Regions from separate parts of the Sus scrofa genome. Here region 1 is linked to region 2. The links are chromatin contacts, called in public HiChIP or PLAC-seq maps. All regions are on one chromosome and are shown on one strand. The core of a region is the stretch at or near the end of the contact, and the rest is flanking DNA. Distances in the headings are between cores, read along the strand shown.

Region 1 (4,158 bases), core at 180-2,679, 170 kb after region 2:
GCATGTGTGGCATATTTAACAGAAATGAGGCCAGGAATGAATAAAAGCTCAGAGTACAACAGGGACTAGACCATAGAGGGCCTTGTAAGCAAAGCGAGGAGAGCAGATTTTAATTTTCGGACAGAAGCAGCTACGATCCCTCCTGGCACCTGGGGAGGGGCAAGGTCCTGGCCCCACTCACCCTGCCAGGACTTCATGGTCCGACACCTTCACACTGGATATGCCATCCCTGGCTTCATCCAGCGTCTGTACTGGCTCAGGTTTCCGAGAGCGGCAGTCCCAGCAGCGCACACTGGAATCGATAGAGCCTGTGTGGTCAGCATGAAGGTGGATCAGGTTTGGGGGACAGAAGCAGCACCCTGGGCCCACCTGCCTAGGCCCCGCACTCACCAGACAGGATAACTGTGGCCTCTTCATTAAACTGCACTGTGTTCACCTTCTGTGAAATGGAACTGCTATTTAGAGAAGCTGGACTTTGGAGGATGGGGATAAAGGCAAGGGAAAAAGCTAGGGGTAGGGGAGGTGAAAGGTTTGTGGGGAACTACAAGGACAGGGCTTGGTAAGACGACCCTTGGGGAAGGGGAGGATCCTTGTGCTGTAACTGAGCAAATGGTGGTCCCTGTCACCACCTTCATGCAAATGACCATCCTCTCCAATTAGGCCACCTTCTTGCTTGCACTCACCCCAGCATGGCCCCGAAATTTTCGCACGACCTGCCCTGATGCCACATCCCACAGCACCACGGCCTTGTCCCCGCCGCCAGAACAGAGACTGCTGTTGTCAAAGGAGCTAGAGGGCAGAGGAGGGAAGGTTAACGTCGACCTCTGATCACAGCCTCAGCGCCCATATTCTGGCCTGGCCCTCAGCTCACCCGGCCGCGTCCAGCACCTCATAGCCGTGGCCGCTGTATGTCCGCAGTAGCGTCCCCCGCAGCGGGTTCCACAGTTTCAGGGTCTTGTCACTGCCGCAAGTCAGACAGTAATTGCCATCCACTGGGGAACACCAGGCAGGGGTTACTGGGTCTCCGATCTCAGGAGGAGGGAGGAGGACCCGGAATGAGATAAGGGCGCTCACCATTAAATCGCACGGCTCGCACAGCCCCCTGCCCGCAGTCCAATGTCTTCAACCGTTTCTGTGGCAGCTCCGGGCCACGTGGCTTTGGCTCAGGGAAAGCCATCGCACTCGGCTCCCTTCCTCGCCACCGAAGCTTTCCTTGCTCTGGGTGTAACCTTATTATTGTCCTCTATGGTCTACTTCCTATTTATCACTTCCGGATTCAATAGTTTCAGCTTTTTGGAGATAATATTGGGAATACTGAAGCCTGTTTCCAGTTTTCACTTTCTTTTCCCATTTCCTGTTTTCTAGGAATACTTTTGGCTTCCAATTCTTTCCCCTAGCTGGGAGAGTTCCGGCCCCCGCCGTTAGGAACGGAAGCACGAGGGCTGAGGGCGTTACTCCAAAAGCCTTCCTCCGTTTCCACATCGGAAGCTGCCAGAAGCTGCGACACCCGCAGCGGAAGAGGCGCGACTTCTGACTCGCTATGTCCGCTAACAGTATGTCGGACCCACGGAGGCCTAACAAAGTGCTGAGGTGAGGATCCTAGTTGTCATGGTGTTAAAAAAACGAAAAACAGCTGTAAATTTTAAGTTTCTAATTGGCTTTATCAAACGATTCATGGATTGGGCAGTATCCCATCTAGCAAGGGGGGGAAGGGGCTCTTAAGGGCTACGGAAATGGAAAGTTTTTTGAAGGCAGGGCAAGGAAGTCATAAGAAAAAAGGATTATTTTAGATTAAGTCACTTCCTTTTTGGGGAAAAAAGGGTCTTATTAGGTGATGGTTACCTCGTCTTCTTTTTGGGGGATGGAGACGGGAGAGGCACTCTGTAACAGACTAATGCGTTTGGTGCTGATCAGAAAAATACTGAGTGAACTCTTAAAACTACATTTTTTTGGAGGAGGTTGAAGCTTCAATTAAGTTAGGTATTAGGCCCTGCTTTGGTGGCTTGGCCCTAGTCCAAGTGACTCCGTTTTGGGCCTGTGGTTTTTTTTTTTTAAACAGTGCCCCTCTTTTGATTGGACTCTCAGCTTGACTGAGAGGTGTAATCAAAACTTAAGGCTTGGAAAGATAAAAAAAAAAAGAAATAAAATTTAAAAAAAAGGCTTGAGGAGTTCCCTTGTGGCTCAGTGGGTTAAGGATTTGTCTCTGCAGCAGCTAGGGTTGTTGCTGTGGCGCCTGTTTGATCTCTGGCCCAGAAACTTCCACATGGGGGCGAGGGTGGCCCAACCAAACCAACAAATAAAAAAACACTTCAGGTGTGAGAGCCATTACCCACTGCTGTGTTTGAGGTTATTGTAGTTTTTGTTGTTCCTTTGCATGGTGTTCATAGGTTTTTATATTTTTGCTTAACCTCTGTGATATTCACAGGTCCTGACTGGCTTCAGGTTCACCATCTTTAAGTTGGTCATTCTCTTGTTCCTTTTCTGATGTTTTAGGGAGATATTCTGCTTGGTGGTTAGCGGCTGTGAATATACATTTAAAGCTCTTGAGAGAATATGGTGCACCAGGGAGATTATTATGATTAAAATAAACAGGATAATTTGCAGTGTTTGGAGTGCGCTTTGGAGCTGTGGTCCTCAGCACTCAAACCAGTCAAAATTAAAATATATCAAAGAGTATCCCATTGAAGGAGTCACTTTTTTTTTTTTTTTTTTTTTTTTTTTTTGGCTTTTTAGGGCCACACCTCTAGCATATGGAAATTCCCAGGCTAGGAGTCAAATCAGAGCTGCAGCTGCTGGCCTGCACCACAGCCACAGCAACGCCAGATCCTTAACCCACAGATCCTTAACCCACTGAGCCAGGCCAGGGATTGAATCCGCATCCTTATGGATACTAGTCCTGTTTGTTCCACTGAGCCACAACAGGAACTCCCCCCGCCCTTTTTTTTTTTTTTTTTTTTTTTTTTTTGCTAGGAGTCAACTTAAGCAAACTGGCTTGCTCAGTGCTTTTACATAATTGAGGTTCTTTTCTTCTTTTTTGAAAATTGTTTATTTCATTGGAGTATAGTTGACTTACAATGCTGTGTTAGTTTCAGGTGTGTAGCAAAGTAATCAGTTATACACATACTTATAGCAATTTTTTTAAAAAACTTTTTGCTCATATGGGTTATTATGAAACTGAGTTTCAACTTCCCCAGAAGAGTTAATCCAGGCGCAGCAGGTGGTGTTGGTCACAGCACAGACACTCCTTGCTCAGCTAAAAGATAACCAAGGTTGGAGTTCCTGCTATGGCACAACAGGATCGGCTGCATCTTGGGAGTGCTGGGTCACAGGTTCCATCTCTGGCCCTGCACAGTGGGTTAAGGATCTAGTATTGCTACAGTTGCAGCTTAGGTCATGACTGCAGCTCGGATCTGATCCCTGCCCGGGAACTCCATATATGCTGCAGGGTGGCCAAAAATGGAAAAAAAAAAAAAAAAAAAGATAAGGGCTATCCTATTATAAAGAACAACTTTGGCCAGAGACTCTAGGTTCTTTTTTTTTCTTTTTGCCTTTTCTAGGGCCGCTCCCACGGCATATGGAGGTTCCCAGGCCAGGGGTCTAATTGGAACTGTAGCCACCAGCCTACGCCACAGCCACAGCAACACAGCCTTCGACCTACACTACAGCTCACGGCAATGCCGGGGATCCTTAACCCACTGAGTGAGGCCAGGGATTGAACCCACAACCTCATGGTTCCTAGTCGGATTCGTTAACCACTGCGCCACGATGGGCCCTGCCAAGGGAATTAAACCCTGAGTTGTGAAATCCTCTCCATTAGGTCCTTTCTAACTCAATGATGTAAATCTGAGAGTTGACCAATGAGGTTAGTTTGCTTGTAGACAGTTAGGGGCACAGTTAGATAATCTAAGAGGCTTTGCCCGCAGTGGCTATCTAGGCATTTAGAGGCCCAAGAAAAATAATAACCACCATGGACAAAGACAAACCATTCCCATTAAGGAGGTGCTGTTAATGGATTCATTCACAGAGATTACCGTGTTTACCCATTCAAGCCAGGTGTCAGTTTTTCAGCACATATGAGGAGAGTATCTCCCAGTCTAAAGTGTTATTCTAAACCTTGCAAAGATGGGTTCTGCTGGTGAGATCTCTCAGTGAGTGGAG
Region 2 (3,770 bases), core at 110-2,609:
AGCTAAGACCAGTGAGTCCTGGGGCCCGAGAGACAGAGCTACATAGAGGTACCCAAAGGGAGGGCCCTAGCTGGCTTCATTTCATCCCCATAGTCATTTTCAGACAGAGGGATAGCAGCATCTCTTTACAGACTGGGAAGCCAGGCTCAAGGAAAGGAAGGAACTTTCCAGGGCACATGAAGGGCTGCAGAGTGTGGAGAGAAATCTGTCCATACCTTTGATGGTGGGGCCCAGCACACCAAGCTCCCCCATCTCTGAGATGATCTCCCGGTGAAAAACTGCAAAGGGACAAGATGCCCAACTTCAGGCCCAGGCTGGGCCCACTGAATCCCACCGCCCCAGGGCCAAAGGTCCCCAAAGGCCCAGCTAGAGCAGGCAGAGCTTGTGTCTATGGTGGAGGGTGGGATTCCTGTGGCAGGGGGATCTCCAGGGTGCTCACCCGCCTGCCCGCTCACCTTCGTTGCGATTGGCCAGCACGATGCGGGGCATGAGGTGCTCCTGGCAGTAGGTGCGGAAGGTGTCCCGGATGAGGATCTCATCTGCTGTGAGCTGCTCTTCCAGCACTAGTGGGTCCCTCCAGTCAAACTCAGGCCGTGAGGCTGGGGCAGGGTTAGAGGGGGTGGGACTCTAAGCCCAGCCCACCCGACCACCACACCCTCCCCTCCCTCAGAATCATCAGCTCCACTCCTCCACCCCATCTCGCTACCAACAAATGTGGACAGCAAACAGGACTGAAAAAGTGGCCGTTCTCAGGGAAACTCACTGCCTCAGCGCCTCTGGCCCTGGCCACGGCCCTGCCTCCCCGCCCAGCAAGTCCACGGATTCTGGAACAGAGCCCATCCGGGACAGACAGACAGTTAGTTGGACAAGGGCTGCAGAAGCACAGCGCGACAAGGGGTCCTTACACTTGGCCGATCTGCCCTGGGTCTTTCCGCCTTTCCCTGCAAACACAGGACAGGAAAATCACCCCAGGAAAGCCCCCGAGAATCAAGTTTCTCCCTCTCCATCCCATCCCCCGTCCAGCACTGACCGGTTTGCGCCGCTGCCGAGCCCCATGAGCGAAGGACTCGAAGGCAAGGTCCGCGGCTCAGTAGCCGTGCGTAGACGCTTCTCAGGAACATGGGGGTAGCGAGCGGCCTACTGAAGGAGTGGAGGCGTCTGAGAGGCTCCCACCTGCTGCCCCGGCCCTTTGCACCCCTTGCCCCCTCGCCAACTCTGCGCTGAGGCCTCCCGGCTCACGACAAGCCACAATGCAACGCAGCAAGGCTTTAGACCTAAGGCCGGGGTAGGCTGGGCAGAGGCCGAATGGGGCTTGCCATTGGTTCGTCCTAGGACTCTACTCTTTCACAGCTCTGCCTTTTAAAAGGGCAATGGCAGCCTTGCAGTGGAAGCGGGTGCGCCCTAGCGGAGGCACCTTGGTCTTCTTTAAGGAGCGGAACTGAGAAAGGGCGGAAGGCGAGTAAGCCAATCGGATTGGCCCGCTGTATTTCTGCACTGATTGGCCCTAGGAGGGGGCTTGGTCCATTCTTGGTTGGTCAGTTATAGAGGCGTGTGCAGAGGGATTCTGAAATTAAACGTGGAAAACAAAGCACAAGAAAAATGAGTCCTGGAACCCTGGAGACTAGACCTCGCGGTTTCCTAGTGTTGTGTGTGGGAAGAGGAGTTGGACTCCGGTGGGCAATCTCAGCCCAAGCTGTCTGCCAGTCTGTCCCAAGCACGTGCAGCCACAAGTGGTTGTATGTGACTTCTTGTGATTCTCGGTGCTATGCGACTCTGTGCGGTTGATTGAGCCTGAGTGACTGTGTACTTGTACGTGAGTGGGACTGAATGTGCCTGATATGCTGTGGGGCTGTTGACTATGGGTGGTTGTGTGCCTTTGTAACTGTGGCTACATATGTGTGACTGAATGTGTTTTCTTGTCTAAGTGGAAACTTGTGCAATGTTATTCTATGTGATGGTATGTCTGTGTGGTACTGAGTGCGTAACTGTGTTTAGATGGTCTTCTCTCTAGGTGTGCCTGTTTTCTTTGTGAGAATACGACTTGATTTTTGCAATATTTTTGTGTGTATGTTGGTGCCATTGTGTATACTTATATGTATCAGTGTGATTTGGTCTATGTGCAATTATGTGATTGTGAGCTTGAGTGTGACATGAGTATATGCCTGAATGAGTTAACTATGCCCACCTAGACTGCTTTTATGAGCATTTCTGTGATGTGCTTTTGAATCTGGATGCATCATGCTTGACTATATGTGAAAGTCACACATCTACCACGACCTGTCCATTTCCCAGTTGGGAAAATCAGACCCAGAAGGCAGAATGGTCTTGCTCAAGGTCACAGTGGGTCAGGTGCAGGGCAGAGACCAGGACTGGGATCTAGGCCTCCTGCTTTCAGGATAGGCCCCTCCCTGACCACCCAGGAACACTTCTTCCCATCTGGGTAGTTGTGTGTGTTATAAAGTACTCTGCCTATTATGGGAGTAACCATGAGATTGTGTCTGAATGTGATCACTAACTTGAAAATTCCTGGGGCATGGGTGTATCTAGACTCTCCCACTTTCTGGGCCCTTCTTGCCATTAATATCCAAATAAAATGGTTTTAACCCTTCTCCTCACTCAAAAGGGACTCCATCACCACCCTGAAATGTCTGGGATTTTCTTTTTAGGACTGCACCCATGTCATATGGAGGTTCCCAGGCTAGGGTTTGAATCAGAGCTGTAGCTGCTGTCCTACAACACAGCCACAGTCACAGCAATGCAGGATATGAGCTGCATCTGTAACCTACACCACAGCTCACGGCAACGCCAGATCCTTAACACACTGAGCGAAGCCAGGGATGGAACCTGTGTCCTCATGGATACTAGTCAGATTCGTTTCCACTGAGTCACGCCAGAAACTCCTGAAATGTCTGGGATTCTGCTTAGCTCTTATTCTTCTGTACACCTCCCTCTACCTGAAGTCAATATCCTCCCTCCATTCATCCCTTCCTTTCCTCAAGTCTCCCTGCCCTGGAGCTGTTGTGGGTGTTGGCATACTCTGATGCACAGAGAGTGTAGAGGGTGATGACGGCGTAGACACCAAGGAACTGAAATTGAGGTTCAGGCCTTAACACCCAGGGAAGTTCCTCATCTATACTGGCTACACACTCCCAGAGGCCTTACCTCCTGACCAGATGCCCTGCCCCTCTCTCTAGACCCTCATCCTCTTTCTTCACCCTTCAGAGCCAACACACCTGAGAGCTTGTCCCAAATCAAGGAGCTATCTCCCCAAGAGGAACTCTGCTTTCCTGTCCAGGAAACCACTCTAATTTCTTTTCTTTCTTTTCTTTTCTTTCTTTCTTTTTTTTTTTTTTTTTTTTTTTTTTGTCTTTTTAGGGCCACACCCGCAGCATATGGAGGTTCCCAGACTAGGCATCTAATGGAAGCTACAGCTGCCAGCCTACACCAGAGCCACAGCAATGCCAGATCCAAGCTGAGTCTGTGACCCATACCACAGCTCACAGCAATGCCAGATCCAAACCGAGTCTGTGACCCATACTACAGCTCACAGCTACGCCAGATCCTTAACCCACTGAGCAAGGCCAGCGATCGAACCCACAACCTCGCAGTTCCTAGTCAGATTCGTTTCTGCTGTGCCACGATGGGAACTCCTACAGTCAGATTCTTAACCCACTGAGCTGCAGCAGGAACTCCCAAAATGAACCATTTAAAGTGTACAATTCAAGAGCTCTGTGGCTCAATGTGTTAGGTATTCGGCCTTGTCCCTCCAG

What was found. HiChIP or PLAC-seq counts read pairs in DNA pulled down with a chosen protein or histone mark.
Region 1: an H3K27ac HiChIP or PLAC-seq map of alveolar macrophages shows a contact between it and region 2. The contact joins the promoter of WDR83 here to the promoter of GCDH in region 2. A contact is called at or near these places in 1 of 5 promoter capture datasets (liver) and 1 of 2 datasets of contacts at active chromatin or transcription factors (alveolar macrophages).

The regions. Positions count from the first base shown.
Region 1 is chr2:66,311,410-66,315,567 of Sscrofa11.1, forward strand. It overlaps WDR83 (WD repeat domain-containing protein 83), which reads right to left and starts at 1,430. Exons shown (of 9, transcript XM_003123321.6): 1 at 1,075-1,430; 2 at 872-992; 3 at 684-789; 4 at 391-439; 5 at 182-308. The coding sequence starts at 1,177. It overlaps WDR83OS (WD repeat domain 83 opposite strand), which reads left to right and starts at 1,511. Exons shown (of 4, transcript NM_001001645.1): 1 at 1,511-1,590. The coding sequence starts at 1,541. It overlaps LOC100736972 (a long non-coding RNA gene), which reads right to left. Exons shown (of 6, transcript XR_002341622.1): 6 at 3,031-4,158.
Region 2 is chr2:66,137,604-66,141,373 of Sscrofa11.1, forward strand. GCDH (glutaryl-CoA dehydrogenase, mitochondrial) reads right to left here and starts at 1,360. Exons shown (of 10, transcript XM_021083716.1): 1 at 1,031-1,360; 2 at 456-599; 3 at 216-278. The coding sequence starts at 1,121.